Regions from separate parts of the Mus musculus genome. Here all the other regions are linked to region 4. Evidence: chromatin contacts called from public Hi-C and promoter capture Hi-C data. All regions are on one chromosome and are shown on one strand. The core of a region is the stretch at or near the end of the contact, and the rest is flanking DNA. Distances in the headings are between cores, read along the strand shown.

Region 1 (2,700 bases), core at 51-2,550, 600 kb after region 4:
TTTTACTGACACCTCCTTGGGCAATAGGGACACACACACACACACACACACACACACACACATCATGCAGGCAAAAACTCTAAGAAAGACATTTTAAAAGAAGGCACAAGGCTAGGAATGATATTCTTGCAATTCAGTTTATTTAATGTTTAAATGAAAAAGTTTCCCTTTTAAGTAATAATTACAATTTTAAGAAACCTCAAGTGCCATCATGCCAGTCTATACTAATTATTAAATACAGAATCTTTGACTATTCGTTAGACTTTAAAATGCTCACTTTGGAAGCCCATACTCACACACACACTCTCTCCTAAAGGGGTTGGCTTACAGCTAAAAAGACAAACATTTCCAATATCAAGAGAAAAAAAAAAAGTTAGACTTGTTATCCCCTAGCTGCTTCATTGCTGTTGGCTAACATAACTAGAAAAGATGGGGAATGAACGAACTGAGTTGGTTGGTATTTAATAATCCACTGGGCCCAAAGAAAGTCCTCAGTTATAGGAAAGCTCCATTAGCACACGAGGAAAGCAACACGTGTCCCACAGGGCACCTTCCCCTTCTCTGCAGAGTGGCTGCAACATAGACAGTCTACCCAGAAAGCCTCCAACCATCTACCTTTTAAGAGAAATAGAGATGGGGCTGGAGAGTTGGCTCGGCAGCTGAGGCAGAGGACTTGAGTTTGGTCCCCAGCACCCATACTGTGTGGCACACAACTCCAGCTCCCGGGTAATCTGATGTGCCTGCACACACGTGTGCACATACACATAAAAAGTCATTAAAATAGGATTTCAAGAAAGATGGGAGTGGTGGTTCACGCTCATTAAGCTTTATATTTCTAAGATCACTAAGGTCTTATGAATGGGGAAGTATTTCCTCTGATCCTGACCAGTCTCCCAACGTTTTAAAATGGCTTTTCTGCTTTCCCACTCTGGATCTGCCTCTAAAGGAACCTGGCTGAGCAAGAGTCTCACAAAGGGAAGGGTAAGGGCTGAATTACACTTGGAGCACTTTGCCCCCTGCCCCGTGACAGCCCGTTTGAAAAAGGAGAGGTGTACTCTAATCTGTACGTGAAACAGCCAGCGATTCCTCATCCGGCAGCTGAAGCCCTCAGAAGGACCCATCGAGGCAAGGCCAGAAAGCCCTTCCCCTTCCTCCAGGTTCTCCCTCCCGCTCCACACCTGCCCAGACCCGCGGGAGCCGGAGGGAATGCCCGAGCTTTTCTCCCGGAGGTGCCCGCCTACCCCAGGGCGGGGCCGAGGCTCCCGGCAGAGCCACTGCCCGAACGGTTTCCTGAGTGAAGGAGGAAGAGGGAAGGAAGGCGCTGAGGAGCGAGCAAGCGCGCACGCCCAGCCCAGCTACCGACTGACTTCACCACCTCACCGACACCCACTTGGACACCCACTCGGCTGGCCAGCACTCCACACTGACGGGACCCTGGCTGCACCCGCCGTGATCTCTTTGAACTAGGATAGCCCGCGCTGTCTCCCCCAAGATGGAAATCCCACCCACCCACTATGCTGCGTCCAGGGCCGCCTCGGTGGCGGAGAACTGCATTAACTACCAGCAGGGGACTCCCCACAAGCTGTTCCTGGTGCAGACGGTCCAGCAGGCCAGCAAGGAGGTGAGTCTGCGAGGAGAAGCCCTGCGATCGGCTCCCCCTACTGCCCCCACCCCATCCCGGCCGCGGGACCCTGCTCTGCCTCTGAATAGCATTGCTATGAGCTCCCCTATATGGGACTCATCCCAGAACTGTTTGCTTTCACGGTAAAGCAGAGGACCTATGCAGCCAGATTTTGTGCATATTAGTTTAAGGGATTGGGAAATACACGGGGTTAATCTCACCCTTTCCTGTGGAGAGAAGAGGTCTAGGGAAGACAGCATTCTAAACAATCTGGAAGCTGTTATAGTTTCTCCATCTGCCGCTAGCTAGCCTTGGCCAACAAAAGCTCATGGCCTCCAAACGACTCCATAAACTTTTAAGAGTAACTCTTAAGCCCTTTGCCCAAAACGACGGGAAAACGCAAGAAATTCGCCCCGAGGAAAAAACAAAGGCAGTGTGGGCTGCTCGGGCTCCAGCCGCCCACATCCTGCCTGACATGCAGCCTTGCCTCTGCTGAAGCCGGCTAGGCTAAAGGGCCTCACCTACCTAGCGAGTGTCCCTATTTTTTTTTTCTTACAGCTCAAGATTTTTTTGGCTGACAAAGAAATGATTTTTATTTTCGAAACTGTACTAGATAATATAAATTAGTTACACACTTCAAAACTGGCTTTCATTTAAAAGGGGGATATCTAAATGATCTATTCATAAGGTCTTTTGAAGTGGTGTTTGACAGGACAGTATCAACAGCACTTACACACACTGTCTCTGAGCACTTGGCACTCATCCACCACACGTCGTTTACTCACTGAACACTCTGGTACCCCCGGCTTTAAGACAAACCCTTCCAAAGATGTGCCTACTGCCACTGCATCTGTGTCCTCTGTACGTTTCCACCCGCTTCCTAGACCTACCTAAATAAACTTGCTAGATACTGCCAAGTCCATGCTAGACACCCGATGACCGCCTTCCTGAGCAGCCGGGCTTGGGAAGCGATGAAGGATGGTAAGATGTACAGTCATGAGGAACGTCAGAACAAGACCCCTGGGATGTTTTAAAAGACGCAAAACTTTAGTGTATTTCTTCCCACCAGCCACCCTCCC
Region 2 (2,700 bases), core at 88-2,587, 890 kb before region 4:
TCCGGGGGCTCCATTCACAAAGAAAATGGACTCTCCCCGCCTAGAAGCATCGGTGGAAGTGGCTCCTTAGCTAAAGTGGGAGTCCATGAGCCCTGCATGCAGGTTGGAGTGTCAGTTGGCTTGCTCTTCTGCAGACCTATCTTGTGTAGATAACCACAATTGCCTTGTGCCCATTAATGCAGTTGTCCAAGAAGGACTAGAAGACACTGCTGCACTCCAGTCTTCCCCAACTTCTGGCTCTTACAGTCTTTTTGTCCCCTATTTCACAACGGTCCGGAGCCTTTGGGGAAAGGAGTGTTACACAGCTGTCCCATTTGTGGCTGGGCACACCACAGACACTTTCTTCATGTTAGTTAACCAGTTGTGAGTTTCAGCATTAACTGCATGACGAAACTTCTCACAGGAGGTCTCAGAGCTGCACAAAAACAGTTGATGGGTCTAAAGATTTAGGGGGCAGCTTGATGTCTGTTTAGTGGAATAATAAGCTTCCCACTAAGGCCTTTGAGTCCAGAACTGTGGGCTCTTGGAGCCCTAATTGTAATGTGCTTAAGTGAAATCTTACCTTAGGCTTAGACTCTTTCTTGTTCTGGTCATTTTTGTGTAGGGGTTGCTTGAGCGTGCTCCTTGGTCTTGAATACCTAGTTGTCAAGAATCCCCTTTCCCAGCTCCACCTCTTCATGATCTTATTTCCGATCAGAAGGAGGCTGGAAGCTGCTGCTTTGTGGCTCTTAGTGCGGACCGTGGGCCCAGGGCAGCTTTTACAGTGCTGATTGGGAAGTACTTGCTGTGTGATTTTTTTTCCCCCTCCCCTGGAGAAACACAAAACAAACATCTACTCACCCCAGATGACAGTGTAAACAGACCAAGGAAAGGATCCACCCAGGTCGGTCTTGCTTAGCCAGTGAGTTCACTGGAGTTACTTACGGGAGTGTGCTATGGGTGGTCCTCTTCTAGCTTGTCTTTGGTCCATGCATTTGTTTTCCTCCCTTCCCTTCCCTTGTCCCTGTTTAGGGATAAACTCTGGCCAGGGTTGTGGCCAGCCTTTGTGGGGCTGGGGCTTTGTGCATGTCTAACAAGCACTCTGCCAGCTCTGCTCTGAACCCTGCCTATAGCAGTTGACGTTGATAGATACTGTGCACGCATGCTGAGTTTGTATAACATATACCTCAGGTTTATCATAGTAGTATTCTAGCAAAATGAGGAATGAGCATCTGTGAGTAGGAAGCTGATTGGCAGTTGTTCTGTTTTCCTAAAATGCATTGCCTGCAGCTCGTTAAGAATGTGAAAGGAAGCTTGTGCTTAACCGAAAAGGTCTGCCTGCCTGCCTGCCTGCCTGCCTGCCTGCCTTCCTTCCTCAAATGGCTACCAGCAGTCAATTGAGTGAGGGGTGGCAGATGAAGGAGGGAGTAGACTGATCCCAAAGAAACCTAGGAAAGAGGGGAAGAGAGATAAAGAACAAGGGCTTTAGTGGGCTCTCATTTTTCCTGAGGAATCCATCGTTTATACCATACAAGCCAGCGTCAGACACACATGAGGAGACCAGGGAAGATAGGCAGCATCTGTCGATGGTGGCTTGTGGGTGATTCACAAACTGGAGAGGCCACATCAGAGTTCCTGATGGTGGTGCTTTGGTGTTACGGGAGTGCCCCAGGCACAGCCAGCTGGGCAGAGGTTGGATGGTAGCCGTTGTCTTTCTGTTTGGCTATGTCAGGTCATTGGCTGACTGTTGAATACCACAGTGAAGACTTCAGTTACCAGACAGGAGAGGAATAGTCTCTGGGCTAACAGTCTGGAAAAGTCTCTAAATGGGCAGGTGACTGCTGTTCCTATCAGGCAAGTACACAGACTGAATCAGGAGTCTGTTTTCCAGAGTTATTCACATGGTGGTATTGAAATATCCAGTTTTTAAAAGAAAAGAAAAAATGAGTTTTCAAAACACAAAAAACCCTCAAGATATAAGACATACTAAAAAGTGGAATACAATGGCCCATTCTTAGGGGGAAAAAAGGTGACAAAAACCATTCCTAAGATATCCAGCACTGAGCCTGTTACACAGAGGCCATGTGCTCAAAATAATTAAAGAAATGTTGATAAATCAACAGAAACATTTTGAGACAGTGAGCCTGGGTCCATTGTGTAGTGCTTGTTGACTAGACTGGTCTCGGACTGAGCGAGCTCTGCCAGGCTCTGCTCTCCGTGTGCTCGGATTAAAGGCACACAACACCCAACCAAAGGAACCCAATTAGAAGTCTGAAGTTAAGTAGAAATACTCCAGAACTCCGAAATACTATCTTTTCAGTAACAAGTTTTATGCATCTAAAATTGACAAAGCAATACATTTTTGACTCCCCAGAAAATGTGAAAATGGCCTTCCTTTGTAGCACATGGATAGAAGCATTATCCACTTTAGGTTTTCTCAAGTATAATTTGACACTTTGACACAGCTGTTATGCATTCAAGAAAATATAAAATGTTCGCTGATATCAAGCAGGTGTGGTCCTTGCTGCCCATCCTGATGACCTGACTCGGATCCCCAAGACCCACATGGCAGAGGGAGAGAATCAACTCAGTTGTCTTCTCCCCTCCACGGGAGCACCATGTGTGCACACCAAAATAAATAAATAAAAGAACAAAAAGTTAAGCCAGGAAAGAGCATTACTTTTAGCTGTTTATGTATATGTGTGTATCTATGTGTGTGTA
Region 3 (2,700 bases), core at 103-2,602, 630 kb after region 4:
GTTAGTTTTAAACTTGAGACTTTTAAAGGTTCGTGTATATGTGTTTTGCTTGCATATATATCTCTGCACCACGTGCACGCCTGGTGCTGGAAAGGTCACATCGCCTAGAGCTGGAGTTATGGATGGTTCCGAACAAAGATGTGAGTTTTGGGCATTCAACTCTTCCTCTGGAAGAGCAGTCATGGGCTACGTTTTCACCCCTCCACTGTGTGGGTCCCAAGACTGACACTCAGGCTGTCACACTTGACAACTACCCTTATGGCTGGCTGATCCACACTGCTAACTTTTAAATACACACTACCATAATAGTCAGAGCTATACCTCTCAATGGCCACTTTAACAAGAGATACAAGTTTTAGATTGAATTGTACCTTAGGTTCTCTGTCTTCTCCCGTCCTGTAATTCACAGCTAGCAAGGGGCATATGGGTCTACCCAACTAACAGCCACAAGACAACTCCAAAAAGGTTTCCAATTTCATCTGAACGAAAACAAGGAAGTGCCTTTTGGGGTGGTGGTGTTCCTGTCAGCTTTACAGTGGGGGGTGGAGGGGGATGTATTTGTTGAATCAAAACAAAACTGCACACCCAAACGCTTGGCAAACACTTCTGGGTAGAGGGAAACTGGGCACATGTCAAAGAAGACAGCTGACAAGCGCTTGGATGGTTAAACCACAGGAACACTTGGTAGCAAAGCAAACGAGGTATCCATGACAGGTAAGAGGTCACATCTACCAACGGCTTCCCTGCTCTGAGTACCTCACTCCAAAGACTTACAAAGTTTAATCTATACACCTGACTGGGAAACTTGGCCAGAGAAGAGTACCGGGATGTTGAATAGAACCCACACGTTCAGAGAGCATCCAACCACACCCAGTAGTAAGAGGACCACTGGATAACGAGTCCGAAATCCGGGATTCGAGCCCCGGGGACACTAACTTTCATCTGACCTTCACTCGGGGCACTTCTCTTTAAGGTAGATCATCAGGAAGGGAGGGACCCCGGCGCAGAGCTGCGGGTCGCAAGGCCGAGCTGGCATGCGGATACCCAAGGGCTTACGGGGCTCGGGAAATCGCTGCTCAAGACCCCAGGTAAGGAAAGGTGTCGCCAACCTGCCCTGCTCTGGAAGGTTCTCTGGCACCAGTACCTGCTTCCCCTGCCAGCCCAGGACTGCAGGGACCCGAGGGAACGGTCCACGCCCCAGGGCTGCGGCGACCCGCAGCAGCCGCATGGCAAGCCTGGAACAGCCACTTCCAAGGCTCCTGCTCTGAGGTGATCGGTTGTGCTCAGCGCCGGCAGCAGAGCGGGAAGAGCTCAAAGTCACGCCGGCAACCGGAGCCGCAGGAGCACTTCCGGGAGGAAGGTCAGGAGGACGGCCAGAGGAAGACAAGGGAGAGGCACCTCTGTCTGAGCTCGACGTGGCGCGCGCCCTCTCCTGGTCAGGAGGAGAAAGCGTAGTTTATGCAGAGGATTGTCACAGGGAGGTGTCATTACTACGGAGGCAGGTACTCTGGTCCCTTTGTCTTTAAAGGAAAAAAATAAAAATTAAAAAACCATCTCTGTATAAAAAAAACAAAAACGTGCCGGGTATGGCGTCACACATGTCTAATAAGAACACTTCAGAGGCAGAACTAGGCGGATCTCTAATGAGTTCCAAGATAGCCTGGTCAGCAAAGAATTCTGGGCCAGACAGGACTAGACAGTGAGAACCTGTTTCAACAAAACAAAACAAAAGCTGCAGATTTTAAACATAGTTGTTTTACCTGCATGACAATGGGAAAACGTTTATAACAATTTAAATGGAAGGAGTACACAAAAATGTATTCATTACTACAGCATCAGAGAATCTGGGGGAGGGGCTGGAGATACGGCTCAGAGGTTAAGAGGTCTGCTCTTCCTGAGGTCCTGAGTTCAATTCCCAGCAAACGCATGGTGGCTCACAACCATCTGTAATGAGATCTGGTGCCCTCTTCTGGCCTGCAAGGTATACATGCAGGCAGAAAGCTGTATACATAATAAGTAAATCTTAAAAACAAATACTTCAAAGAGACTCTGGGGAAATGAGAGTAGATATATGTTGGATTACAAATAAAATTTTTCAAAACCTTCTTTATTGTTCATCAGTAATACTAGCTATGCATCTTCAAAACTGCACCCGTGGCGCTTCTGTCTGGGCTTCTTAAAGGCCTCAAAAACGTTGACATATCTAAAACAGAGCTTCTAGTCTTCCCCAAACCTCCTCATACAGTCTCCATCTTAGCAAAAGAATCTCCGTCCATCCAGTTGACCTAGCCAAAGATGGCAGTCACTTGCTGGCTCCTGTAATCTAAGCCTCTCAGCATATGCGAACCTCCCATTTCCTTCCACCTCTCCACAGGGCTATTTCTTCCTGGGGTTACTGTGATGAGAACCGGGTTGATTTCACGGCTTTTGTCTTTCCCGGTTTTTTTTTTTTTTTTTCAGTAAACTCACACACTGACTAAAAGGATCTTCTCAAGCCAGACCATATTCCCTCTCCGCAGAAAATGATCTCCTTACTTTAGTGTTGTTAGGCTGGAACCCGTGCTCATCACCCCCCGACACACCCCCCCCCCACACACCCCCCAGCTACAAAACCCTATGTGCCCTCCTTCCCCATCCTACCACACAGAAAAAGCTCCCTGACCCCTCAAAGGAAACTACAGCCTAACAGGTCATCATCTT
Region 4 (2,700 bases), core at 37-2,536:
ATCTAAAAATCAAATGGCAAGTTACTGAAGAGTTAAGATGAATGGCAATTCAGCTGAAATTAATATATAATAGAAAGAAATATCTATGCTTGATGTTTTCAAATATAAGAACCATCAAGAGAAGTGAGTTTTATATCATAATAACATTAAAAGAGTGTCGTTATACTTTAAAGTAAAGGGTTTAGCATATGTGTCTGAAACTATATTTAACTGGCCTGAAAAAATTTTTTTCTTTAATTATGTTTTAAATGGCCCTATGTTCTCCTACACAGAATATGTGCTGGGGTCGTTATTGGCAGCAATTAAGAGGATCTTCTCCCTTGGTTGTGTGAGGTTGTAATATACAGTTCTCCAGGGGTGTACGGATGATTTGTAAGGGTGGCTAAAGAATGATTGGGGGGGGGACGACAATAAATTTGTTGTTTTTGAATTTTTAATTTAAACAGTTAAGTTGGAAGTTTTGAAACTAAATAAATATATCTAGTGATACTAAGATAGCAATTTCAATAGCCCATATCTAATCATGTTATTTTAAGAAGCTGCTTATAACCTCCATCAGTTCCGCTGTATGTATTTGATGCAAATAAATGCCAGCGCTTTAAGTCACAATTGTCACCTGTGTGTCTGAACATTAGGACAGCTAAGTGCTCTTTTGGAATGGAAATTATGATCTGTGGTCTAAGAGTTTAACTGCTCTTCAGGTTAGTGACCAATCAGAAACCCCCTTTCAGCCCCTTCTGATTACAAAGAGCAACAAACTGCACATTTGAAACTATCTATGTATGTTTATAAAATGATAGTTCCAAAACATCTGGATTGTATATTTTCAGTGTAGTTAATTTGTGTTGGAGTTTTAACTTTCAACATTCTCAAAATTCAAAGTACAGACATTCACATCATAGAATGCAATATTTTCTTTAAATGAGCATATTAGCTCTTTCTAAAATAACATTTACCTGGTTGTCTCTAAACTTTAAAATGCAGTGAAGAACCTATCTTTTATAGTGTCTGTTTTATTAGACTTGGGGGTTACTGTTCCCATATGTCTATGGTATACAAGACTGGATGTGGAAAACTTACTCTGTCAGCTTGCTTGCCTGGGTCGCAGTCCCACGCGGCCCTTACGCGCTGCTCAGACCTCTCCATGGTGCTGAAGAGCTACCCTCGTCCATTTGAGAAGGAAGAGCGGTTCACTGAAACCGCCTTGGAAAGGAATCCATAGAGAGCCACTTTGTTAGCAGGTAAAGTTACCTAGAGAGTTTCTACAGCGCATGCCGCGAGGTGTGATGTCTCCCCTTTAGTTAACAACCCCGGCAGCTTAAAGCAAATCTTGGAGCATAAATCTTCAAAACTGAAGGAAAAATGTAAGTTTCCCAAGAGAAGAAACTGCCTGGTTTTTGTCTGCGTTGTTCAAATAGGGGGAATAAACATACAAAGATGACCAGGCTCCTTGGAGAACAGAGAAGTCCAAAGAGAGAACCTCTTGATCTTTATGAAGAGAACAATTCCCCTCTAATATGAAGCACTTGATTCACCTAATCTTCATTAACTTAAAAAATATATGAAAATAAAGCTGAAAACTCCACAAGGCTCCATTGTGGAATTCCACGATACACACTGTGCAAGCAGCTCTGCCTCCCTCTCGTCCCGGCTTCTGTCTGCTGAAGATTCTCACAGCAAATATCAGCAGACTCTTCTGCTTCTCGTAGGTTACCTCTTTCTGAGGCTGGAATGTATAAAGAGCCACATGACACCCAGTGATGTCATCTTGAAAGCAGGTCACAGTTGCTGCCGTATGTAGATGAAATCCTTCTATTAAGTATTTAGCATAATGATTTTCTTGAAAATCTATTTGCATCAAATAACTTGGTCTTCCACCAATACGGTTAACCCTATCAACAGAATGCCTCAAAGAGGTCGATTCCCAGCTCACACGCGAAGCCGTCTCGGGGTGAGCTGGGATGAGCTTCTGGTGTGCCTCAGGAGATGTGTCATTATGATCAACTCATGAAGAGTGTGAAGCCCCTTCTCTGCTCCCCAGGAGCTGCCGTAGAAACGAGAATGATTTCTTCAGACATGGAATCTACTTCGAAAACAACTCAGAATTTTTAGCACGTTAAAAAAAAATGTAATCTTCTAAAAATCAGATCACCATGACTGAGAAATAAAAGCTCAAGCAACTCCCTTCAACTCCTAACACTATTTTATTTAATGGGATAAAACATTTCAAAAGCATCAAAAACTTACTACTTCTGAAAAGATTTGAATTGTATTTTCAAAAAGTTGGTAGGGAGCTTTCTTTAATTATTCACAGATGTTTTAAATACAGAATGAAGAAATAGTTAAAATGTTAACGATATATTCTAAATAAGCCACTGTAAAAGATAACATACAGGTACAGTTTTAAGGAACTTAGGATGAGAGTGTCCAGTTTTATTCTATACAGCATGCTTCTCTTTTATTTCTAGTTAGTCACATAGCCTAATTAAAGATTTTTTTTTTCAGTCATGATTGGCAAAACTTCCCCATGCGTGAACTCAGTAGGTTATAAGAGGGGGAGCATGCATGACAGGGTAAGTGAAAGGCGGGGGAAGGGAAGAATTGCAGAGGAGGGAATGGAGGGGGATACGGTCAAAACACTTTAAACACGCTTATAAAATTATCAATCAAAAAGTTGTCACAAAAGTTCGTGTTAGTACA

The links. Promoter capture Hi-C pulls out the DNA fragments that hold promoters and counts their contacts. Hi-C and Micro-C count contacts between places; a contact is called where the count stands out from the background.
Region 1: a promoter capture Hi-C map of neural stem cells shows a contact between it and region 4. The contact joins the promoter of Lxn here to the promoter of Schip1 in region 4. A contact is called at or near these places in 12 of 39 promoter capture datasets (the 3T3-L1 cell line, the C10 cell line, the HPC-7 cell line and 7 more), 1 of 484 Hi-C or Micro-C datasets (embryonic stem cells) and 1 of 115 datasets of contacts at active chromatin or transcription factors (large pre-B cells).
Region 2: a Hi-C map of cortical neurons shows a contact between it and region 4, with 4 times the contacts expected there. The contact joins the enhancer-like site here to the promoter of Schip1 in region 4. A contact is called at or near these places in 5 of 39 promoter capture datasets (embryonic stem cells, hippocampal neurons, liver and 1 more), 1 of 15 datasets of contacts at CTCF or cohesin (stem cell-derived epiblast-like cells), 17 of 484 Hi-C or Micro-C datasets (the N1E-115 cell line, the P5424 cell line, cardiomyocytes and 10 more) and 1 of 115 datasets of contacts at active chromatin or transcription factors (astrocytes).
Region 3: a contact with region 4 is called in a promoter capture Hi-C map of embryonic stem cells, with 2.8 times the contacts expected there. The contact joins the promoter of Gfm1 here to the promoter of Schip1 in region 4. A contact is called at or near these places in 10 of 39 promoter capture datasets (the 3T3-L1 cell line, the C10 cell line, embryonic stem cells and 3 more), 1 of 15 datasets of contacts at CTCF or cohesin (pro-B cells), 2 of 484 Hi-C or Micro-C datasets (the N1E-115 cell line and embryonic stem cells), 4 of 115 datasets of contacts at active chromatin or transcription factors (embryonic stem cells, large pre-B cells and pro-B cells) and 1 of 9 other capture datasets (embryonic stem cells).

The regions. Positions count from the first base shown.
Region 1 is chr3:67,462,507-67,465,206 of GRCm38.p6, reverse strand. It overlaps Lxn (latexin), which reads left to right and starts at 1,300. Exons shown (of 6, transcript NM_016753.4): 1 at 1,300-1,621. The coding sequence starts at 1,493. The region is part of intron 13 of Gfm1 (G elongation factor, mitochondrial 1); the gene reads right to left.
Region 2 is chr3:68,955,223-68,957,922 of GRCm38.p6, reverse strand. The region is part of intron 8 of Ift80 (intraflagellar transport 80); the gene reads left to right. Among named protein-coding and RNA genes, the nearest start is that of Ift80, 48 kb to the left of the region's middle. Within about 2 kb of position 1,337, at least 47 of the 459 cell types and tissues checked have an H3K27ac peak or open chromatin away from gene starts, as enhancers often do. A contact at or near this core is called in cortical neurons and hippocampal neurons, where this site is marked.
Region 3 is chr3:67,428,767-67,431,466 of GRCm38.p6, reverse strand. It overlaps Gfm1 (G elongation factor, mitochondrial 1), which reads right to left and starts at 1,352. Exons shown (of 18, transcript NM_138591.2): 1 at 1,145-1,352. The coding sequence starts at 1,228.
Region 4 is chr3:68,063,388-68,066,087 of GRCm38.p6, reverse strand. Schip1 (schwannomin interacting protein 1) reads right to left here and starts at 1,286. Exons shown (of 8, transcript NM_001113421.1): 1 at 1,081-1,286. The coding sequence starts at 1,146. All of the region lies in intron 4 of Iqschfp (Iqcj and Schip1 fusion protein), which reads right to left.